3 separate regions of the Sus scrofa genome follow, and all the other regions are linked to region 1. Evidence: chromatin contacts called from public HiChIP or PLAC-seq and promoter capture Hi-C data. All regions are on one chromosome and are shown on one strand. The core of a region is the stretch at or near the end of the contact, and the rest is flanking DNA. Distances in the headings are between cores, read along the strand shown.

Region 1 (4,475 bases), core at 1,358-3,857:
GTTGCTGTGGCTCTGGCGTAGGCCGGCGGCTACAGCTCTGATTGGATCCCTAGCCTGGGAACCTCCATATGCTGCAGGAGCGGCCCTAGAAAAAGCAAAAAGACAACAAAACAAAACCAAACAAAACAAAACTTACCACTCTGGATCTCAGAAAGAAATGTTTCAGCAGTATTTTCACTGGTCTTAGGAGAAAAGAAAATATTTTTAATCTAAATTCTAAGCCAAAGTGTCAATCAGGACACAAAGAGATTTTTAGATATTCTAGGACTCAGAGTTACCACCCATGTATTCTTTGTTACATTGTGCATGTGCTTAACAGTAATGAAAAAAAATAATAATAAACAGTTGTGACCTGGTGAGAGAAGGGTCATGTGACATCTGGGCCGACATCACTCCTGCAAGGTCAAGGTCCTTGAATCGGCTTTTCTTGTTAGCTTTTATTTTGCCAGCGTTCTCTTCTCAGGTGATTTGGTGATGATGGGGAACAGGAGGTGATTTTGAAGTTCCGATGAATTTAGATGACCTACTGTTTTGCCTGGCCTCTTTCACCATCCCTGGCAGCTCACTTTGGGTGTCTTTATCCATAGGTCCTGATAGATGCCAACTGTGCTAAAGACTAGTATTTAGGACATCTCTGAAGGAGTGGAGATAGAAAGGGCTGGAAAGTCAATTAAGAAAAGGGATGAGGGAGTTCCTGTTGTGGCTCAGCGGGAACGAATCTGACTAGTATCCATGAGGACGCAGGTTCAGTCCCTGGCCTCGCTCAGTGGGTTAAGGATTTGGCGTTGCCGTGAGCCGTGGTGTAGGTCATGTACACAGTTCAGAGGTAGCATTGCTGTGGCTGTGGCATAGGCCAGTGGCTATAGATCCAATTCTAGCCTGGGAACTTCCATAGGTCATGGGTGCATGGCCCTAATAAGACAAAAAAAGAAAAAAAAAGAAAAGAGATCGAATTTCAGTGTTTGTCTTTGTTTCAGTCCTGCTTGTTGCAAAGTTAGGCAGTTGAAGGAAGGATTTCAGAACTCTATGCAATGCCAGAGACAATGACAAAAACCAACAACAACTAAATAATTCCATTCCGTCTATTGCATACATTTTAAAGTTAAATGTATAGAGTAGTAGTTAATACAGTTACAAAACCTTAAAAATACCATCTTTAGCATAATTTAATTCTGGATACATAAGGGAAAGGTTATAAAACTTCCGCTTTCTTTATATGAACTCTGGTTTCTAAAAGGATCCTATAGACCTCACTCTGTGTTCACATATATTTTGGTGGTGGTGCCAAGGGACGCCAGGTTTCTACAGGCTCAGTTATGAAAGTGCCTTGAAAAAAGTGTGCTGAACACACATAAAACATCACCACTGTTCACCAGGTGTGTTGTTGTTCCTTAAAAAAATATGGCTGGTATTTAATAGCATTAGGAGATAGACAAATACATACTTATCCACAACAAAATATGTATTCATTCGTAATGAAAGCCAGGCACTTTAAGCTCTAAGGAAAGTTCACTTTATTCTTTGTGAATGGGCAGTTAATTAGCTTCTCTGTGCCTCAGTTCCCTCATTTGAAAAGTGAGGGAAAAAAATAGTTCTTACCTTTGTAAATATCTGCTGACATGTGTGAGCTGGACTTACTGGGGTGATTATTTTGGAACATATGCAGATATCAAATCAATATGTTGTTCTCCTGAAACTAATGTTATATGTCAATTATGCCTTAATAAAAAAACAGTGCTTACTGCTTTATGGAGTTAAAGTGAGACTTAAACGAAGTAAATTCATGCAAAGAACTCAGCTGGCACACAAAAAGTGCTGAAAAACGTTGACAATTATTATTAAATTAAAAAAATATCTACAGTAGAGGGGCACTCAGTTCTTTCATTAAAGTCTAGCTTAAAGATACATTTCTTAGGATGTCATGTAAACTTTTGGTTTTACTGATAGAATCAGCTCCATCAATTTATTAGTTTTGCCTTCTCATGTCATTTATTAAATCCTCACTCTCTGTTAGGTCTTGTGCCAGAGAATTAGTTGATCTTAATCCAGTCTTTTATCTTTCACCGAAGGAAAAAAGTTCACAGTGTTATTAAATCTCAAGTATATGCCAGGTCTTCAGAAAGGTTATTGTTAGAAACTAAGAACGCCTTTAAAGGCGCCCAGATCAGGTGGGAAGGTGAGAAGGGCTGGGCATTGTGCCCAGAGTATGTGGAGGAGGGAGCTCCTGGCCTCGGCTTGTTGATTGGCGTTTAGAACTCTCCCGGGCACTCTTTCGAGGTGGTGGGTGAATAGGATGCAAGAGTTGCCCTCTTTTTGAGTGAATCACGTGCATTAAAGTGAAGGTGGCAGCAGCCAGAGCGCCCTTCCCCCTCCGGGCTAAAGGCTTCATCCTCGTACGTTCTGGCCACATCCTGCTCCTTGACGCTTTTCAGAGAGCGCTCCCGGACGCCGGCGGGCCTCACCTGCTGCAGGTGTCTCTAGGTATCCGGCAGCGTGGCCCCTCCCCTCTTCCTGCAGGGAGCCGAGGGGCAGTGGCCCCAGTACCTGTAGGGGGAAGGTCGGACGCCTGGGGGATTCGGAGCCCGCGGACGCCGCGCCCGGTTCAGGGCAACCCCTGCGGGGCCGAGGCCGCGCCTCCTCCCGGAACTGGCCGGCGAGGAGGGAGCCGGGCTCTAGCGCCCGGGGGCCATGGAGGTCCTGCCCGCGGGCGGGGGGCAGACCTGGCGCCCGCAGCCCGAAGCGAGGTCGGAGGACGCGGAACACGAAGCGCCCCGAGTTCCAACCCTGCGAGGGGCGCCCCCGGCGGAGGGAGCGCCGGCGTCACGGGACTCCTGGGAGGGCGAGGAGGACCCAGAGCCCGGCGAGCCGCGGGGCAGCCGCACGGCGTCCCTGGTGAGCGGGCTGCTCACCGAGCTGTACAGCTGTACCGAGGAGGAGGAGGCGGCTGGCGGGGGCCGCGGGCCCGGGGGCCGCCAGCGGCGCCGAGACAGCCTCGACAGCTCCACCGAGGCCTCAGGCTCCGACGTGTTTCTGGGCGGCCGCGGTGGCCTGGGGGACTCCCGAGTGCTGCAGGAGCTGCAGGAGCGACCGAGCCAGCGGCACCAGATACAGTACCTGCGGCAGAAAGGTGAGGGCCCGGGGAGGGGATCCTTGGAGTTGCCCGGATCCACGCTCCCGCGCTCAGCTGTGCGCACCTGTGCGGATCAGCCCAGTGCCCACGTGTGAGGTTTGGGGCGTCTCCTTAGATCTGTCGCGGGTGCCCACAGAGTCACGGAATCATGACTAGACTTAGTTCTTATTGTCCCCCTATCCCCGGTGGAGTTGTCGGGGGGGCGGGGGGAGCATCAGTTGCTGCAGTGGTAGTCACAGATCTCCTGGCTCCCCCACGTCCTTCATCTTCAGGTGGAGGCCCGAGTGGAGAGAGTCCGGATTCTAATTGCAACAGAACAGCTGTTAGGACAGGTTTGGAGTTTCTGATTTGTCTCCCTGAAGTTACCCAGAGGGCGCCGGGAGAATAGAGGCGACTCTTGGGACCAGTTTAAAAACATTTTTTTTTTTTAAATCCTCCTTTTTTGGCCATACTACTTGAATAGTGTTTAACTAGTGAGGCAGAATAATTCAGTAATAGAGTTTCTAAGCAGAACGTGTGAATTCCTTTTCTCAGAATGCCGGTTTTCAAGATCACTAGGTAGATTTTTTTTTTTTTTTTCCTTCCTGGGGAAAGGATTAGTGGAGGGCCCTGGGGCATTGAGGTTATCACAGCGTTTAACTGTTGGTACTTTTAGTTGGGGAGGTTGATCTGAAAAAGGCCTTGGCGTTCTTGGGAAGAGGCTAATTTGGTGTTTCTTTTGTTATCACACTCTGATACTCTGTCCTAATTGAGACTACCTTTTTCTTTTTCTTAGCTGTTCATAATTCTTTGCCTTTCAGGCACGTAAACAGTTACTACAGTTGTCTTTTGGATATATTAGGACCTCAATTTACTAAATGAAATCAGGTGTGGAAAACAGATGCTAAGCCACCATATCATTTCTTGAATTAATGTCCTTGTGCTAAATTATCAGGAGGAGGAGCAAAGAGAATACTATAGAATGGTCTCCTCTTTCCTACTTGTAAAATCCCTGTATCTAGTTGGTGGTGGTGGGGAACTAAACAGAAAAGGCATAGATCTGTCTGCTTTTTGAAATCTATGTAAACAGCTTTCAGCTTCCTCTTTAGGCTTCCTTGTGCAGATTCTTTTTTTTTTTGTTTCCCAGCCGATTGTTACAAATGGTTTCCACCTTCCTCCCTCTGCCTGGGACTTTAGCTGGAGTTGTGCCATTTAATTTTAAGCAGTTATTTGGCTGTTCTCAGAGTGTCTGTTTATGCCAGGAATTCCGCAGGGCAAGAGTTCTTTCAGAATCCAACAAAAGCAATTTTGAAAAATTATGATTTGGTTTTCTGTTTTTTTTTTTTTTACCAGGTTATTCACTTTT
Region 2 (4,353 bases), core at 10-2,509, 260 kb before region 1:
CCTTCGTTTTACAGATGTGAAAACTGAGAACCCAGATCACACGCTGGTAAGTGACAGAGCCAGCTGGGAAATAAGAAAGGCTATTTTTGTGCTGCTGAGGGGTTTGTACCAAATCCTGAGCAACTCCCTCTCTAAGACCTGGCTTTGGTGAAATCAGCTCTCCTCTCTGCCTCGGGGCACCGGAAAAGTGAAGCAAGACCCTCTTTCTCAGAGGACTGACTGGAGTTGAACCGAGGGATAAAAATGCCTCAACTTTGACAACAGGGGGCGCTCGGGGACAAGAACGTACAGCCACTCAGGATTTCTAACCACAAGAAACCGGGGAGAGAAGTTCTCGCAGGAGGCACATCTAACACTAGACAGCAGTTTGTGCTCTTGAGAATCTAGGATTTTCAGTACAAATAGGTAACAGTACCACTTAAGGACCTGGTTAAAGAAGGCAGCCTCATTTTTCCACTTTTTTTTTTTTTTGGCCATGCCCTGGCCATGTGGAAGTTGCCAGGCCAGAATCAAACCCTCACCACAGCAGTGACAACACCGGATCCTTAACCCACTGAGCCACCAGGGAACTCTACCTTATTTTTGACTGTTGTAGGAGTCCCTTTCCCCCAAACGCTGGGAATGGGGATCTGATTTATCATAGGAAGTGGGGTTTCCTAGTATTCTAAGCACTTCTCATACTTACCAAAATTCAGTGTCATGGAAACTATCTTACAGAAGGAGACATTGGAGGCACAGAGAGGTTAAAGAACTGGCCCAAAGCCACACAGCTTGCCTAAACCAAATCTGTGTCCAGAGGCCTTAACAACCACAATACAGGCATCTCCAATCAAGACTGTTGGTCTGGGGAGTTCCCGATGTGGTACAGTGGGTTAATGATCCAGTTTGTTCCCCTGGCGGCGCCTGTTCCATCCCAAGTCTGGTGCAGTTGGCCTAAGGATCTGGCATAGGTCGCAGCTGTGGCTTGGTTTGATCCCTAATCTGGGAACTTCCATATGCTACAGGGGCAGCCAAAAAACCACAGGGGCAAAAAAGATTGTAGTCTGGAAGATGCTGCTCCCTGGGCGTCTTCTAACCTCACCTATGGAACTGGATGTGAGAATCTGACGGCCCTGATGAGCTGAGCTGCCGAGCGCACTGGTGGCCGGTTGGAAAGACACGTGAAGCCAAGGCATGGGGGGAGGCTGGTCTCCTGGTGGGCTCTGAGTCACACAGGTCAGCAGGGGCCGGCCCGCTCAGCCTGTCACCCTCAGCTGTCTCTCTGTGCTGCACACGGAGCTGGGGCTCGGAAATGGGAACGGCGATTTATAAGCTCTCGGGCAAAGTCAACTTTCAGGTGAAGAAAACCCGCATCCCCGGTAGGTGCCCCCTGCTTCTGATGCTCTCGGATGCACGCAGGACGCCAGGAGGGATGAGGGGGTCCGTTGTTTGTGCCTTTGATGTTCCAGAAGGACCCAGCTGGCTTTCAGCCCTGGGGATAAAAGCTTCAGCTGGGCCTGCTGTTTGGGTTTCTTGTCATCTGAGTTTGTTTACAAGCTGGTTCATGAGCAAGCTTTATTTCTTGTAGGCCAGTGTGCTTTCAAATGCTGCATGAGTTAAACAAAGGATGGTGACAGCGAAGCCCTGCAGCTTTTTGCTATTACAGGACAGCTCAGGAGGTTTAATTTTCCATAACAGATGGAACAGTAACTCCAGCATTATTTGGACCAGTTATAAATATCAAAGAAGACATGTGTTTTGCTGTCCAGATTCTTCCTAAAAGGACTCAAGGACCTCCAGGCGTTAGGCCACAGCTCCCAAGTCTGTCTGTCTTTTTTTTTTTAATTTAATTTTTATGTTATGGTGGGGTAGATGCTTTACAAGGTTGTGTTAAGTTTCGGGTGTACGCAAAGTGATTCAGTTATACATATACGTATAACCATTCTTTTTCAGAATCTTTTCCCATATAAGTTAATTACAGTTGAGGTCCCTGTGCTGTAAGTAGGTCCTTGTTATCTATTTTATATATAGTTGTGTGTATAAATTAATCCCAGACTCCTAATTTATCCCTCCCCCTCTGCCAAGTCTTTTTTTCTTTTTCTTTTTTTTAAGTATAGCTGATTTACAAGATGGTGTCATCCCAAGTCTTTCTGGAGAAGCAACAGAAATTGCATTCGGGCTCTTGCTGTGGAAGCGGAGCAGTGGGATGCATCTGGGTACCGGGTGCACCTGTACAATCAGGGGAGTTTCCAGTAGCTTCAAACATGGGTAGATCTTTATTACCATCAAAATATACATGGGGGCTTAGGGAGTTCCTGTTGTGGCTTAATGGTTACTGAACCCGACTAGGATCCATGAGGATGCAGGTTCGATCCCTGGGCTCGATCAGTGGGTTAAGGATCTGGCGTTACCGTGAGCTGTGGTGTAGGTCGCAGATGCGGCTCAGATCTGGCATTGCTGTGGCTGTGGTGTAGGCCGGCAGCTACAGCTCCGATTCGACCCCTAGCTTGGGAACCTCCACGTGCCATGGGTTTGGCCCTAAAAAGCAATAAATAAATAAATAAATAAATAAATAAAGGCTTAATAGAAATTAAATAATAATAATAAAAGAGAGGGATCTCTGAGTGACTGATAGATTACTCATCCTGGGGCCAGTAAAACCTCTGCAAGGTTGAGAGGGAGCAGGAGGTGGCTGTGTGTGTGTGTGTGTGTGTGTGTGTGTGTGTGTGTGTGTGTGTCTGTTTACGGTGAGAAGGGCTGGAATGGACTCAGAGAAGAATTCTACCTGGTCTTAAGCAGTGAGCTGTCTTCCTTCCTGGCCTGAGCAATAAGATGCTGGCCTTTATGCTGAGTTATGGAAAATGTCACTGGGGCTATGTGTCTGCTGCACGTCCATCTTATTACCATTATCTAAAAGTTCTTTTTTTTTCTTTTTTTTTTTTTAGGGCCGCGCCCACAGCATATGGAGGTTCCCAGGCTACGGGTCGAATTAGAGCTGCAGCTGCTAGCCTATGCCACAGCCACAGCAACACTAGATCTAAGCCACATTTGCAATACCACAGCTCATTGCAATGCTGGGTCTTTAACCCACAGAGCAAGGCCAGGGATCGAACCTGCAACCTCATGGTTACTAGTCAGATCTGTTTCTGCTATGCCACAATGGGGGTTTTTAGAAAGCCAATAGGAGGTGGTATTTCTAGACTAGCTTGAGTGATCCTCAGGCAGAGCATTACCATGTTTCTTCTTATTTAAGACACCATCAATTGTGACATTTTATGAGCCACTAAAAAAGGAAAATGCTGAATCAACTGTACTTCAATAATTTTCTTTAAAAAGGCTGTCAATTATATGATATGCCATTCATTATAAAACATAAATTCATTTCAGATACTTACAGATAAGAAAAAAGCACCTTTTCATATGGATGAAATCTGGTAGAGAGCCTTTCAAAGCTCAGCCTTATAAATCAGTGCTTCCTCCTCTGAGAGTAGTCCCCATCCCATTAAAACTCCATTTACAAACAGGGATAAAAGCTTCTCAATGCTTGGGTTTTGCCTTCCCTTTCTGCAAATGTGCTTTTCATAAAGGGAACGAGTGGGCCTGCTCTAGGCTTGACATTATAGGGATAGAGATTAAAATTACTTCTGGAGTTCTCATCATAGCTCAGTGGTTAACAAATCCGACTAGGAACCATGAGGTTGCGGGTTCAATCCCTGGCCTCGCTTAGTGGGTTAAGGATCCAGCGTTGTCAAGAGCTGTGGTGTAGGTTGTAGACGTGGCTCGGATCCTGTGTTGCTGTGGCTCTGGCGTAGGATGGCAGCTACAGCTCCAATTCGACCCCTAGCCTGAGAACTTCCATATGCCGTGGGTATGGCCCTAAAAAGACAGACAAAAAAAAAAAATTACTTATGAATAAGAAACAAAGATACATCAAAAGAGGAAATGTTTCCTAATGTCATTAGTGAATTTCTCCCTATGATAACATTGACTAACACACCACTCTCTTTGCCTGTGTTGGGTTTATTATCACAGAGACACAGGTAAATAACAACAGTATCAATCTAGTTCCCAGATAAGAAGGGAGAGCTGTGGAGCTTAAAAAAAAGATGGTGCCCAACCTTGGAAGGGAAAACTATGGAATAAGGGATTGGAGCATATCCCTGCTTGGCTTCTCTATGCCAGGCGCCAGGGCTAACCCAGCTGTTTTCTCGAAACTTTCTCCTGTCTTGATTTCCTTCCCCACACTCTTGCTTCTTTCTCCTCTTACCTCTCTGAATTTCTCTCCTCTGTCTTCTTCAAAGCACCCCTTCCATATCAGTGGTCTTTCCACATCCTGTGCTTGTGATAGTAGGAATAGCTGCCCCTTTGTGTGAG
Region 3 (4,552 bases), core at 1,733-4,232, 320 kb before region 1:
AGGGGCACAGGCAGAGGGTGTGGACGGGGTCGTACTGCAGACACCCCGCACGCAGCCGGCTGCTAGCCATAGAGGCTCGGGAGCCGGCCGCTGGGACAGCATCCGCAGCAGAAGCGGAGGCCCAAGTCCGTCCGGCTGGCGTGCGCACGCGCACCAGCGCGCCGGCCGGCCGTCACGTGGCCCCCGGCCAGGGCTCGCGAAGCCGGAAGTGGCCTGAGGCTCAAGGAGGCCGCGGGAGCCCGCTGGCGGTGGCGCGGCGGAGACCCGGCGCGGTAAGCAGGGTGAGGGCGGGCGCGGGCTGGGGGCCTACGCCCCTTCGAGCACCGGCTGCCCAGCTGGGCAAGGCCCGCGCGGAGCGCTCCCGCCCCCTGTGGGAGACTGGAATGCTGAGTCAGGGCGGGGGCGGGGCGGGCGACCTGAGGAGCCCAGGGAGCCCCGAGGCCGAGCCCTCCCAGACCTGGTGGAGCGGACACCGCCTCCCGGTGTCTGGGGCGTGCGAAACCAGGGGGACTGGGCGCGTGGGCCCGTCCCCTGCGTCTGGACTCCTCGCCCCGCGGTCGGCCCCCTGCCCCCGACCCTCCCCTCTGTAGTGGCATTGGGCACCGAGAAAGAGGATGTGTCTGGCTTGGGCCTTGGCCGCCCGCACAGGCGGGATGTCCCTTTCCCTGGAGTTAGACTGGCTGCTTTCTACCCCTTTCCGAGCATGGGCACGATTGGCAGTGTTTAAATCGATTGATTTTTCAAACGATGAAAAGGAGACGTGTCATTAGGGTTTTAGTGATATCAGCGGAGATTGACTCACCGGAAGCTAGAAGCTGAAGCCGTTTTTAATGTACGCACGTATAATGCAAATTCCCAAACCTTTCCTTTGAGAAATGGCTTAAGAGTATATTTTCCAATGCGTTTCCCGGGTATTTTCAGTAGATGGCCACAAAACAAATTCTACCCAGTAATTGTCAAATGCATAACCAGAGACCGACTTTTCTCACTCTAGAACCGTGAACATAATCTTTTTAACAAAATGATTCACGTAGTGGTAGAGTTTGGAAATCCTGGAACTTTGTCCGTTTGTCGCGTCACCAAACCTGTTTTCATCTATGGACAAATGGTAACTTTCATTTTGGACTGTATGTATAAGGAAGTGGACTTGAGGCAGGATCACCACTATCACACTTGTTGAGTGCCTGCCTATACTGTGGCAAAATTTGGGGAAGGTTTATATAGCGAGCACCTTCGGGGTGTGCTGAGTCATATTTTAGCATGCTGTTGTTGTGAGGTTATTGCAAGATAGTTTCAGAAGCATCTCCCCTCATCATTGTGACACTGTAGTTTTCTATCTGCATATGGAGAGCAAATACCTTAGCTGATAATGTTTTGTATTATCCACTAGGCATGTACCTAATGATACTATATGCCGTTTATAGTTATCTCCAGCATTAAAGTTACTTTTTTTTTTGCTTTTTAGGGCCGCACCTGCGGCATAAATTTACAGTAATTAGGGAAGCTTTTCATTCTTGAGAAATATTTGAAATTATTATTGAAAAGGTATTTGAGAAGTTAATTATTACCTCAGTATCTGACAAATGTGTATCTTGTATTTTGAAAAAGGAATCTTACCTTTATTCCTTTTTTCCAATAGTTGCTGTGTGTAAAATTACCTTATCTGAATTAAATGGGTGGTAGCATAACATGCATACATTTTAGTATATCAAAAATAGGCAAAATTTAGAATCCTGGCCATTCTTTTTGTTCCTAAGCCTTCGTGGAATATTGGCGGTCATTAATTCATCACTAAATACCTAGTCTACGGAGTTCCTGTCGTGGCTCAGCGGTTAACAACCCAGTTAGCATCCATGAGGATGCAGGTTCCATCCCCGGCCTCAATCAGCAGGTTAAGGATCTGGCATTGCCCTGAACTGTGGTGTAGGTCGCAGACACGGCTCGGATCCCACGTTGCTGTGGCTATGGTGTAGGCCAGCGGCTACAGCTCGGATTGGACCCCTAGCCCGGGGAACCTCCATATGCCGTAGGTGCAGCCATAAAAAGACAAAAGACAAAAAGATAAATAAATGCCTAGTCTGTTCTAACTAACTATGAAGGGGTATTATTTTTATTCCATAATGGAACTTAAGTATATTTTTTATATCCTTATAGTTATACATTTTTTTTTCAATATTAAGGGGCAAGGCTGGGGTGATGCTTTTTTAAAAAATGGACTATACTTTTAGAGCAGTTTTAAGTCCATACCAAAATTGAGCAGAAGATAAAGATTTTTCATATGCCTCCTGCTCCCGACTATACATAGCCTTTCTTCGCTTATTTTTGAAGACTTGTCAACATACACTTGTATGTGTATCTTTATATACTTGGCAGTTGGAGAAACTATCCTTAAATTAATTTCAGAATTTATAGCTGAGAGGTTACCTTCTGTCATGGTTGTCTCAGGCTCTGTGTAAATGAAATTCTAAGTTATAGAATTGTGGCAACAGTTGCTTTCATTAGTGTTGCCCTGCCCTTGAAGGAAACAAAGTAATTCTTTTCTATATTTCTGTTGTATTTTACATTACTACTTTATTTTAAAACATTTTAAAATATCTTTTGTCACTGATTAATCTTTCAAGACATTTTAAGGAGGTAAATGGCCAATATCACTTTCACTGACAGAGACAAACTTAGAGGGGAAATAGATGTTTTTTTTTTAGCCCTGTGAATAAATGAATTAAATTGAATATATTAGATGTTATTGGTTAATGTTTTCTCACAGCCCACAAAGCACTTTAGCCTTTAATATTGCTGAAAAGTTAGATTTTTACATTGAACTGTTTGTACACTTCGATTTAGCAATAAATAATAGATAAGCTTATTCGAGACTAAAAATAGCTAGCATTTGTTTCTTAAATGTGTTATTCGCTTAAAACAAAAAATGCAGTTCTTTTTTTCTTCTCTCTCAGTATAGCAAGAGGATCACCTGACCAAGCCGAAATGCAGAGCACTTCTAATCATCTTTGGCTTTTATCTGATATTTTGGGCCAAGGAGCTACTGCAAATGTTTTTCGCGGAAGACATAAGGTTGGTACAGAGAGTATCACGAAAGGCTGTGTGTGTAGTCTTCTGAGATTCACACTCAAACTAATGGGAGACTTGGCAGTGTTGATTATTTTGTCTAAAGAGAATGTCTGTTTTTGTGGTTATTTAAGGTACAGCTTGTGTCAGAGGCAGTGATATCTACTCATTGGTGGGAGGGGTCATGTGTTGGGGGGGTTGGGAAAAAACTGGAAGGTCGGTTGAAACAAGGGACTGGGGAAGGTTAGGGTTGGGCCCTTTGGTTCTTTCCTCATCCTAGTCCTCCTCTGGTGAGTGATCTTGCTAACAAGTTCTGTGCTGCAGTGATCTGGGTAGGAGGGAGTAGAGGGAGGCCTGGTGAGGAGGTAGATGGGTAGTTTGGAGGGAAGCCCACACGTGATGCTCCTGTGCTATACTAAGGCTTCATGTTCCCACTCAAACTGATTCTATGCGTTAGGGGAGTAAAGTGCGGTCATCAACAAGGAGCCCAGGTAGAAAAGGCTGTATATCCTGGTATACGGTAACTAGAACTTGTTAGTGGAAGTGATGATAGAATAGAGGGGCTAATCCTGGAGGCATTCCAAGAACCAGAAAGATTTTGTGTCAGATTCTGTATTGAAGGATGGAATTAAAGATAATTAAAATCATTTAAAACACAAAAATTTTACTTTAAGATCATTAAAATTTCTATTCTGGGAAAGAAGCTGAAAAAATAATGAATGAAAAAATCCTTTTATGGGAGTTCCTGTTGTGGCTCGATGGAAACGAATCCAACTAGTATCCATGAGGATGTGGGCTCCATCCCTGGCCTTGCTCAAGGGGTTAAGGCGTAATCTGTGGCGTAAGCTGCAGGTGCGGTTTGGATCTGGCATTGCTGTGGCTGTGGCATAGGCCACAGCCCTAAAGAAAAAAATAAATAAATTTATAATACAAATAATCATCCACAGAGTTCCCGTTGTGACACAATGGTTAATGAATCTGACTAAGAGCCATGAGGTTGCGGGTTCAATCCCTAGCATTGTTCAGTGGGTTAAGGGTCCGGCGTTGCCATGAGCTGTGGTGTAGGTTGCAGATGTGGCTCGGATCCCACGTTGCTGTGGCTCTGGCGCAGGCCGATGGCTACAGCTCCAATTCGACCCCTAGCCTGGGACCCTCCATATGCCATGGGAGCGGCCCAAGAAAATGGCCAAAAGACAAAAAAAAAAAAATAATCATCATCATCATCATCCACTAATTTTCCAGCACTATGAATACAGCACAGGAGTGCTAAACATTTTAGTAAGGAGGAGTTTCCTTGTATTTTTCTTAAGACTTCCAATCAGTTCTGTTTGTGACAATGAGATAAACATTCATAGGGGATGGGCTGTTCCCATGGTTCTTAGAGGATGTAGTATAGTATTTAGCTTTTTTTCCCCCTCCAATTCTAGAGTTGACCACAGGTCCTGGTACTTAAGTTCATAGTGATCAACCTTGGATTATTCCTGTCCTA

The links. Promoter capture Hi-C pulls out the DNA fragments that hold promoters and counts their contacts. HiChIP or PLAC-seq counts read pairs in DNA pulled down with a chosen protein or histone mark.
Region 2: a promoter capture Hi-C map of fetal liver shows a contact between it and region 1, with 3 times the contacts expected there. The contact joins the promoter of RASSF3 here to the promoter of TBC1D30 in region 1. A contact is called at or near these places in 2 of 5 promoter capture datasets (fetal liver and liver), 1 of 47 Hi-C or Micro-C datasets (embryonic fibroblasts) and 1 of 2 datasets of contacts at active chromatin or transcription factors (alveolar macrophages).
Region 3: an H3K27ac HiChIP or PLAC-seq map of alveolar macrophages shows a contact between it and region 1. The contact joins the promoter of TBK1 here to the promoter of TBC1D30 in region 1. A contact is called at or near these places in 1 of 5 promoter capture datasets (liver) and 1 of 2 datasets of contacts at active chromatin or transcription factors (alveolar macrophages).

Annotation. Positions count from the first base shown.
Region 1 is chr5:29,203,530-29,208,004 of Sscrofa11.1, forward strand. It overlaps TBC1D30 (TBC1 domain family member 30), which reads left to right and starts at 2,608. Exons shown (of 14, transcript XM_021091950.1): 1 at 2,608-3,127. The coding sequence starts at 2,689.
Region 2 is chr5:28,948,528-28,952,880 of Sscrofa11.1, forward strand. RASSF3 (ras association domain-containing protein 3) reads left to right here and starts at 1,260. Exons shown (of 6, transcript XM_021091945.1): 1 at 1,260-1,358. The coding sequence starts at 1,292.
Region 3 is chr5:28,880,308-28,884,859 of Sscrofa11.1, forward strand. It overlaps TBK1 (TANK binding kinase 1), which reads left to right and starts at 2,983. Exons shown (of 20, transcript NM_001105292.1): 1 at 2,983-3,069. The coding sequence starts at 2,983.